2 separate regions of the Rattus norvegicus genome follow, and region 1 is linked to region 2. Evidence: chromatin contacts called from public Hi-C data. All regions are on one chromosome and are shown on one strand. The core of a region is the stretch at or near the end of the contact, and the rest is flanking DNA. Distances in the headings are between cores, read along the strand shown. Region 1 holds the start of Sstr2 (somatostatin receptor 2). Region 2 overlaps Slc39a11 (solute carrier family 39, member 11).

The links. Hi-C and Micro-C count contacts between places; a contact is called where the count stands out from the background.
Region 1: a contact with region 2 is called in a Hi-C map of Schwann cells, with 2.0 times the contacts expected there. The contact joins the promoter of Sstr2 here to the enhancer-like site in region 2. A contact is called at or near these places in 2 of 12 Hi-C or Micro-C datasets (Schwann cells and frontal cortex).

What each region holds. Positions count from the first base shown.
Region 1 is chr10:99,161,735-99,164,960 of GRCr8, forward strand. It overlaps Sstr2 (somatostatin receptor 2), which reads left to right and starts at 1,619. Exons shown (of 2, transcript NM_019348.2): 1 at 1,619-1,897. It also overlaps a transcript of Slc39a11 not described here.
Region 2 is chr10:98,976,966-98,980,271 of GRCr8, forward strand. All of the region lies in intron 5 of Slc39a11 (solute carrier family 39, member 11), which reads right to left. Among named protein-coding and RNA genes, the nearest start is that of Trnaa-ugc10, 11 kb to the right of the region's middle. Within about 2 kb of position 1,701, at least 17 of the 93 cell types and tissues checked have an H3K27ac peak or open chromatin away from gene starts, as enhancers often do. A contact at or near this core is called in Schwann cells, where this site is marked.

The sequences.
Region 1 (3,226 bases), core at 369-2,868, 180 kb after region 2:
CTGTACACTGCCCCCTGGGGGTCACCTTGTGTATGAGAGAAGGAAACGCTGAGAACCAGGGGTTCCTGGTTTTTGCACAGCTATTTTTCTAAACAATACCCAAACTGAGCAGCAGCCATTGAAGAACTCTTACAAGGTCACATGATACCTGAGGAGACCTGAACTCAGAATGGACGCTTCCTGGCTTTTCAAGAGGGCCATTGGTTTTAAACTGGAGAGGGTAATACGGATTGTGACAACTGTGTCTCAGAGGTAGGAGGAGGCCTGAGCTCATTCCAGGTCCCCTTCTGTCCCTCAGGGCCACTCCCCTCATCCTGAGAGCTGCACTATTTGTCCCCTCAACCCTGCCCAACTGCAGATGCTAGGACCTGACAACACCTACCGCAACCTCCATCAAGCCCACAGAGTCCACGTGGACATCTCACAGAGATGGTGCAGTAAACGTCCATGAGCGACACCCTGACTTACAAGCAATTCTAGGCTGCTTTTACCTTCTGGCTCTCTTTCCCCGTCAAAACACACACACACACACACACACACACACACACACACACACAACTTCTGGATTTATGCTTTTCCCAGATGAACACACAAGCAGTCATAAACAGGGTGGTCGCATCGGGGGGCCCACAGAGAAAGCTAATCCGAGTTTGCTTCCTGATTTTTCTTGTTCTAGAAACCACCCAGGTGCACTCTCTGTCTCTCTCCGTCTCTCCGTCTCTCTGTCTCTCTGTCTCTCTGTCTCTCTGTCTCTCTGTCTCTGTCTCTCTCTCTCTGTGCGCGCGCGCGCGTGCACGCGCAATAGGGTGAGAGGTGAGGGAAGGGAGGCTACAGGATTGATTATGACTTATTAAAGTATTGGAACACCGACTGAATCATCACAGTCAAAAAATAAATAGCTGTAACTCGATGCGACACATCTCCCACTTCTTACAAGTCCCTCTTTGCTCCCGCAGAGCGCCCCAGCGCGCGTAGGCGGAACGGTTGGGCTGGGGCTGGGTCAGACCAGCAAGCAGTGACTGACAGACTAAATTAAAGCAAGGAGAGACTGCATGGCCCCGGGGCCTCCAGTTGGGAGACCCGTGGAGCCCGCGGAGCCCGCTGGCTGCGGGAACTGAAGCCAGGTGCGACACCCACACCTGCAGGCGCCTGCATGGAGACTCGCCTGCCGTTTTCACCCCTCTTTTTCTCTGCCCTTAGCCTGGCTCTGCAACCTGTGCCCTGTTCCCGGGACTGGTCCGTGGTAGGCACGGCTTTGCAAACTTGAGAACGTGCCTTAAAGGTCCCGGAGCTAGTCTAGGTCACCCCAGTCGCCACACCAGCTGCCTGCAATTTGTTGGGTAAAACCGGACCAAGTCTCTGAAATCGGAGACAAAGCCAGCACGTCCTCATCGGGAGGAGTCGTGGGGACACTGACATCGCTTCACCATCCACCAGCATCCAGATCCGCTGACTTATCCTCACTGGGCGCCCTCGGCCACCCGCGGATTTCTCCACTCTCCTCACCAGGTCCTACAGGACTCGGCAGGCGGAGCCAAGCTGCCGTGACGTCACGGGTGGGGGCGTGGGGAAGTGTGCCCGGGGGCTGCCACCCGCCCCGGCCAATGCTAGCGGCGCAGCCACCGGCACGCTGGCGAGGCCACCGGCCCCTGGAGCACCAGTCCGCCGCTGGGCGTCGATGATCTACAGGCCAGGGTAGCTCTACCGGGGCCCACGCAAGCTCTCTCAGACGCCAGGAGGGCCAGCACGAGCCAGACTGGGAAGCTGCGAGCCCGAGAGCTACTGCGGAGCGCCAAACACCCCCTAAACCTGCTGCGCTCCCGGGCGCCCGGCTGGGTAAAGGACAGCTTCTGGGAGCTAGAGAACACAGAGAAGCGAGTGCTCGTGGAAAAGCAAGGTGAGGGGTGCGTGTGTGCATATGTGCGTGTCACAGAGAGATGCAGGGAGGGACAACACACTTTGGGCACCTACATGCATCTGCACCGGGGATAGACCGCCGATTCCGGCGACCTGCATATTAGTTAGTCCCGGCGTGCAAATTCTCTGCTTTTGTGCCTTTGGAGGTGACAGGTGGGTGAAAGAGGCGTACCCTGGTGTCTGGGGTGGAAAGGTAGTGTGTTCCGGGACGGATTTGCCCAAGAACGATGGCGTGTGCCCTGCGAGCCCGAGTGTCCAGGTGGTAGCTGTGATGGGGACAACTTGTTTCCCAGCCACCTGCGAAACAGCCCTGGTCCAAGGAAAATGAGATCAGCTAAAGGAGAAGGGGCATGCCAAGTGCCACTACAGGGTCCACACCCTGAGACCTAAGTTAGGGAGGGACGGGTGATGGGAACGTCACCGGAAAGTAGATTCTTCCTGGCTTTTTAACGCCCGATGGGGAGGCGGCCCAGATTCGTATGCGGTCAGGTACCCCCCAACCCCCACACACACCCGCCGCCCTCAGGCAGAGACTCTGTCTAGATTGGAGAGAACCAACTACTGAATGGTCAGGTCCTCGGGCGACTGCCCGTCCCCGGCACCTCAGTCCCCTCTGCGTTTCGAAGCTGGACGTACAAGCACCTCAGTCCACTCTCCCTTAGTCTTTCTAGAAACGGTGGGGATCCATTAGGGAACACTTTGTTCCCAGGGTCAGCGAGTTATGGCCCCAAATATTTTCCCCACACTAACTCTGTCTTTCTGAGGCTCACTTAGCCACCATCACCCCCATGGTGAGGGGCACTCTAGCGCCATGGTGGACGCTGCTACTGTCTAAGCTAAAACCAACTGAAGTTCCAACCTCAGATTCTTGGAGGGGTGTGTGTGTGTGTGTGTGTGTGTGTGTGTGTGTGTGTGTGTGTGTGTAAGCGTCTGGCAGGCTTGGGGGTGGGGAGGTCTTGAGGGCTCACAACAGAAAGATGTTGGAAAGAAACTAAAACCGGGAAGGATCTCACGTAAGCCACCTCTCACTCCTCTGGTTCTGGAACACTCTGTGGGAATGGGAGAGGGGATTCCTGAGTGGAAATCCTTCTTTCCATCAGAGCCAGGACTCTCTCAGGGGAAAGCACCCACCAAGCCACAGGCCAGTATTTTACAGCTATGATACCGGAAAAAGACAAAGCAGAGACTCCGACTTCCCGGTACATTTCATTTAACCACAATTCAACAAGTATCGACTGGTGGCATTTGGAATTCACTTTCGGTGAGACAATCAGAAAAGGAAAAGAAGCCACTTGGGGATCTTGGGCTT
Region 2 (3,306 bases), core at 451-2,950:
TTTTAAGTTTTTTAAATTATTTTGTTTATTTATATTCCAGACATTGCCCCCCTCCCATAGTTCTTCATCTCATTCCCCCTCCCCCTTGCCTCTGAGAGGGTGCTCCCCTGCTTTTCCCCCTTCTCTGTGGCCTCAAGTCTCTATAGGATTAGGCACATGCTTTCCCACTGAGACTTGGTAAGGCAGTCCTCTGCTATCTATGTGTCACGGGCTTCAGACCAGCCAGTGTATGCTCTTTGGTTGGTGGCTTAGTCTCTGGACTCCCAGGGGTATGGGTAAGTTGAGACTGTTGGTCTCCCTCCCCTTCAGCTCCTTCAGTCCTTCCCATAATTCCTCTGTAGGAGTCCCTGACTTGAAGCTAAGGTTGGCTGTAAGTATCTGCATCTGTCTCAGTCAGCTGCTGGGAGGGCCTCTCAGAGAGCCATGCTACGCTCCCGTCTGTAAGTGCAGTTCTAATATTTAATTGTGTATGTGCATGTGTGGTTTATGTGCCCATGTGTGCAGGTGCCTGCAAAGCCAGAGTAGAGGGGTACATGCCCTGCAGTTGGGATCACAGGCACCTGTGAGGCACCTGATGTGGGTGCTCTGAAGAGCTCCTGAACGTGAGTGCTGAGCCATCTCTCCAGCTCCACTGGAACCTCCTTCCCCAGAGGAGCCCACGCTCTGACCTCCATTTTCCTCTCAGTTTTGACTTCTGCCCCCTGCTGGTTCCCTCTGGCCCTACCTGCTATGGTGTGCCCAATTCTCTTAAGACATCTAAGCTCCACCTTCCCCTTTGCATAGCACAGGCCTCTGCATGGGCCCACTCGGACTTTCCCGTGAGTTAAAAGTCCCACGGGTGCACATGAGGCCCTCCACCTCAGCTCACTCCTGCCGGCCTCCCTCTACCACCTTCTATGTGTTACACTCACGTGCTGGCACCTTGTTAATCCTAGCAGTGGGCAGAGCCCAGCCAGGCTGACAGTAACCACACGCCACGCAGCCCAGATGGTCCCACGCACTGTCAGCCTGGAGCAGCTCACACCCCACAGCTCCTGGATTCACACCTTTAACTAAAATGTCCCCGGATCCAGGGAAAATAAAAAGTCTGCTAAATAGACATTTTTCAAAAACCCGCCCTTTTCCCTTTGTGTAGACGGGAGCCAGCCACTCACACCCACACCACCATCTGTCCTTGTCGAGGGCTGTCTGCTGCGACACACACGTCCCTTGTCTGCCCTTGCCTAGGAGCGCAGGCGCACACAAAGGAGGCTTTTGTTTCTTAAGAGGGGATCAAGTGGGAGCAGCTTGTCTTCACAACAATGGGAATTTCTGCTCAGTCAGTGAGCCAGCTCTGGAGTTAACTGCCTCTGAGTGGCCCATTAATCTACACCATTTTTGTGATCTCTGAGATATGACATACTGTCAGCCATATTCACAGGGGTGGAACATGGATGCATACAGACAAGCGTGCCCTTTGTATGTGTATGCACACAGAAACATACATGGCCAAACACAGGCGAACAAAAAAGAAATCTCAAAGCTTTATGACAGGACGGGAAAAATGATCCCATCACAATTGTTCCCCTTAAACACATACATAACCCTTGTCCCTGACCCTTTTCTTGAAGGCAGGTCCCTGCTGTCTTACAAAGTCCATCCTGCCCATGTTTCTGGGAACCCTGAAGGCTGGTCCCAGAATTCCACTGTGCACAGAAATTTCCATTCCTTTTCTGTTCCTCTTTTCTAGGCTTTCTAAACTAGAGATGGCCACATGGGTCACACAAAGCAGCTGAACGTGGCTGCCACTTCACCAGGACATCACTGTCCTAAGGCCACCAGGTCTATGTCCCACCTCTCCCCTTTACAAGAAACCTTCTCACCCACTTCCCTTCTAAAGCATCTTGGCAAAAATCTAATGATCAGACATGGGCCAAAGGTCAAGTTCAAAGGGTAGACTTCCTGTGGCCACTGAAGCTGTCTTCCTGGATTCAGGAGTATCTTAGTTTCTGTTTACCAGGTGTGACTTGTACCAGGAGGGACCCTGTAGCTTCCACACCTCAACTCTGGTGAGGCCATGAGAGTGATTTACCAAGCATGCCCAGTCGGAGTTGGCATACCTCTAGCAGACAGTTTGTCAGTCAAGAAAGGGAACACTCTACATCGTACACATGCACAAGCGCAAACACTCACACACACGCGCACGCGCGCGCGCACATACACACACACACACACACACACACGCATGCACACACGCACGCGCACAGAGAGACAGAGACAGAGAGAAACAGACAGAGACACACATACACACACACAGGCTATTTCTTAACACTGAGATGAAATTGACATGTTTTTCAGAACATCTGCAAATTAAAGAGGGGCATGAGAACTTGGAGAAAGTAAAGGAAGTGGAGAAAAAATCATCTGTGTAGTTAAGATCATTTCTGTATTGTCCAGGGCTTCCTACTCTGCCCTCAGTAACCTGAGAAGACACTGTGTATCTGCTTGGTATTATATGGTAACTTCCACTAACTTAAAATATTCCATCCTGGAGAGAGACTCCTTAAGACTTGGGAAATGATGGTCTTACTCTTCTCTTGCTCTCTCTTTGTTCTTCTCTGCTCTGCTCTTCCCTGTGCTTCTCTCCCCATCTCCCCCTTCCCCCCCATGTGCCCATGACCGGCCTTTCCTCTCTTCTTCTACTCTTCTTCTCTCATCAAACCTTTCTACATGGGAAAAAAAAAAGACTTGGGAAATGAGTGACTCCAAGTCTCAGGAAGTACCTAAAACTGATGAAATGCACAAAGCTCCTCCTTCCTCAAGGTTATACAGGCAGTAAGGCTTGCTGGGAAGAACAGCTACCAGCAGAGCTGCTGGGAAAAACACAGACCAGTTGAGCTGCCTGGAAGAGACTCTCTGACCTGTCAAGCTACCTAAAGTCCTCCAGTAAACACCAGAGCTCGAGCTTTCAAGAGGCATCCCCTATACTGTGTGCCAGGGGTGTGCTCAGGGTTGCTGCTGCCTTTGAGTCATCCTGTCCCTGTAACTAAGCTCTCACTCACCCCTGCAAGGAGACCCGATAAACTCACTGGTTCCTTGAACTTGTCTTTGGTAGTATCATTGCTTTGGTCTATCATTGTTTTCCTATCTAGGGTCATTAGATATTTTTCTCTATCTCCCCGGGAAAACTGTCACACAATGTTTGGTATAGGGCATTCGAAGGAGAAACCAGCTCTGTATTCCCAACGATGCCTCGGCCAGTGCACAGAAAACAGAGCTACTGGGAAGGACTAAGGGATTCATTGGTCTGCTCCCCACTATCCAATG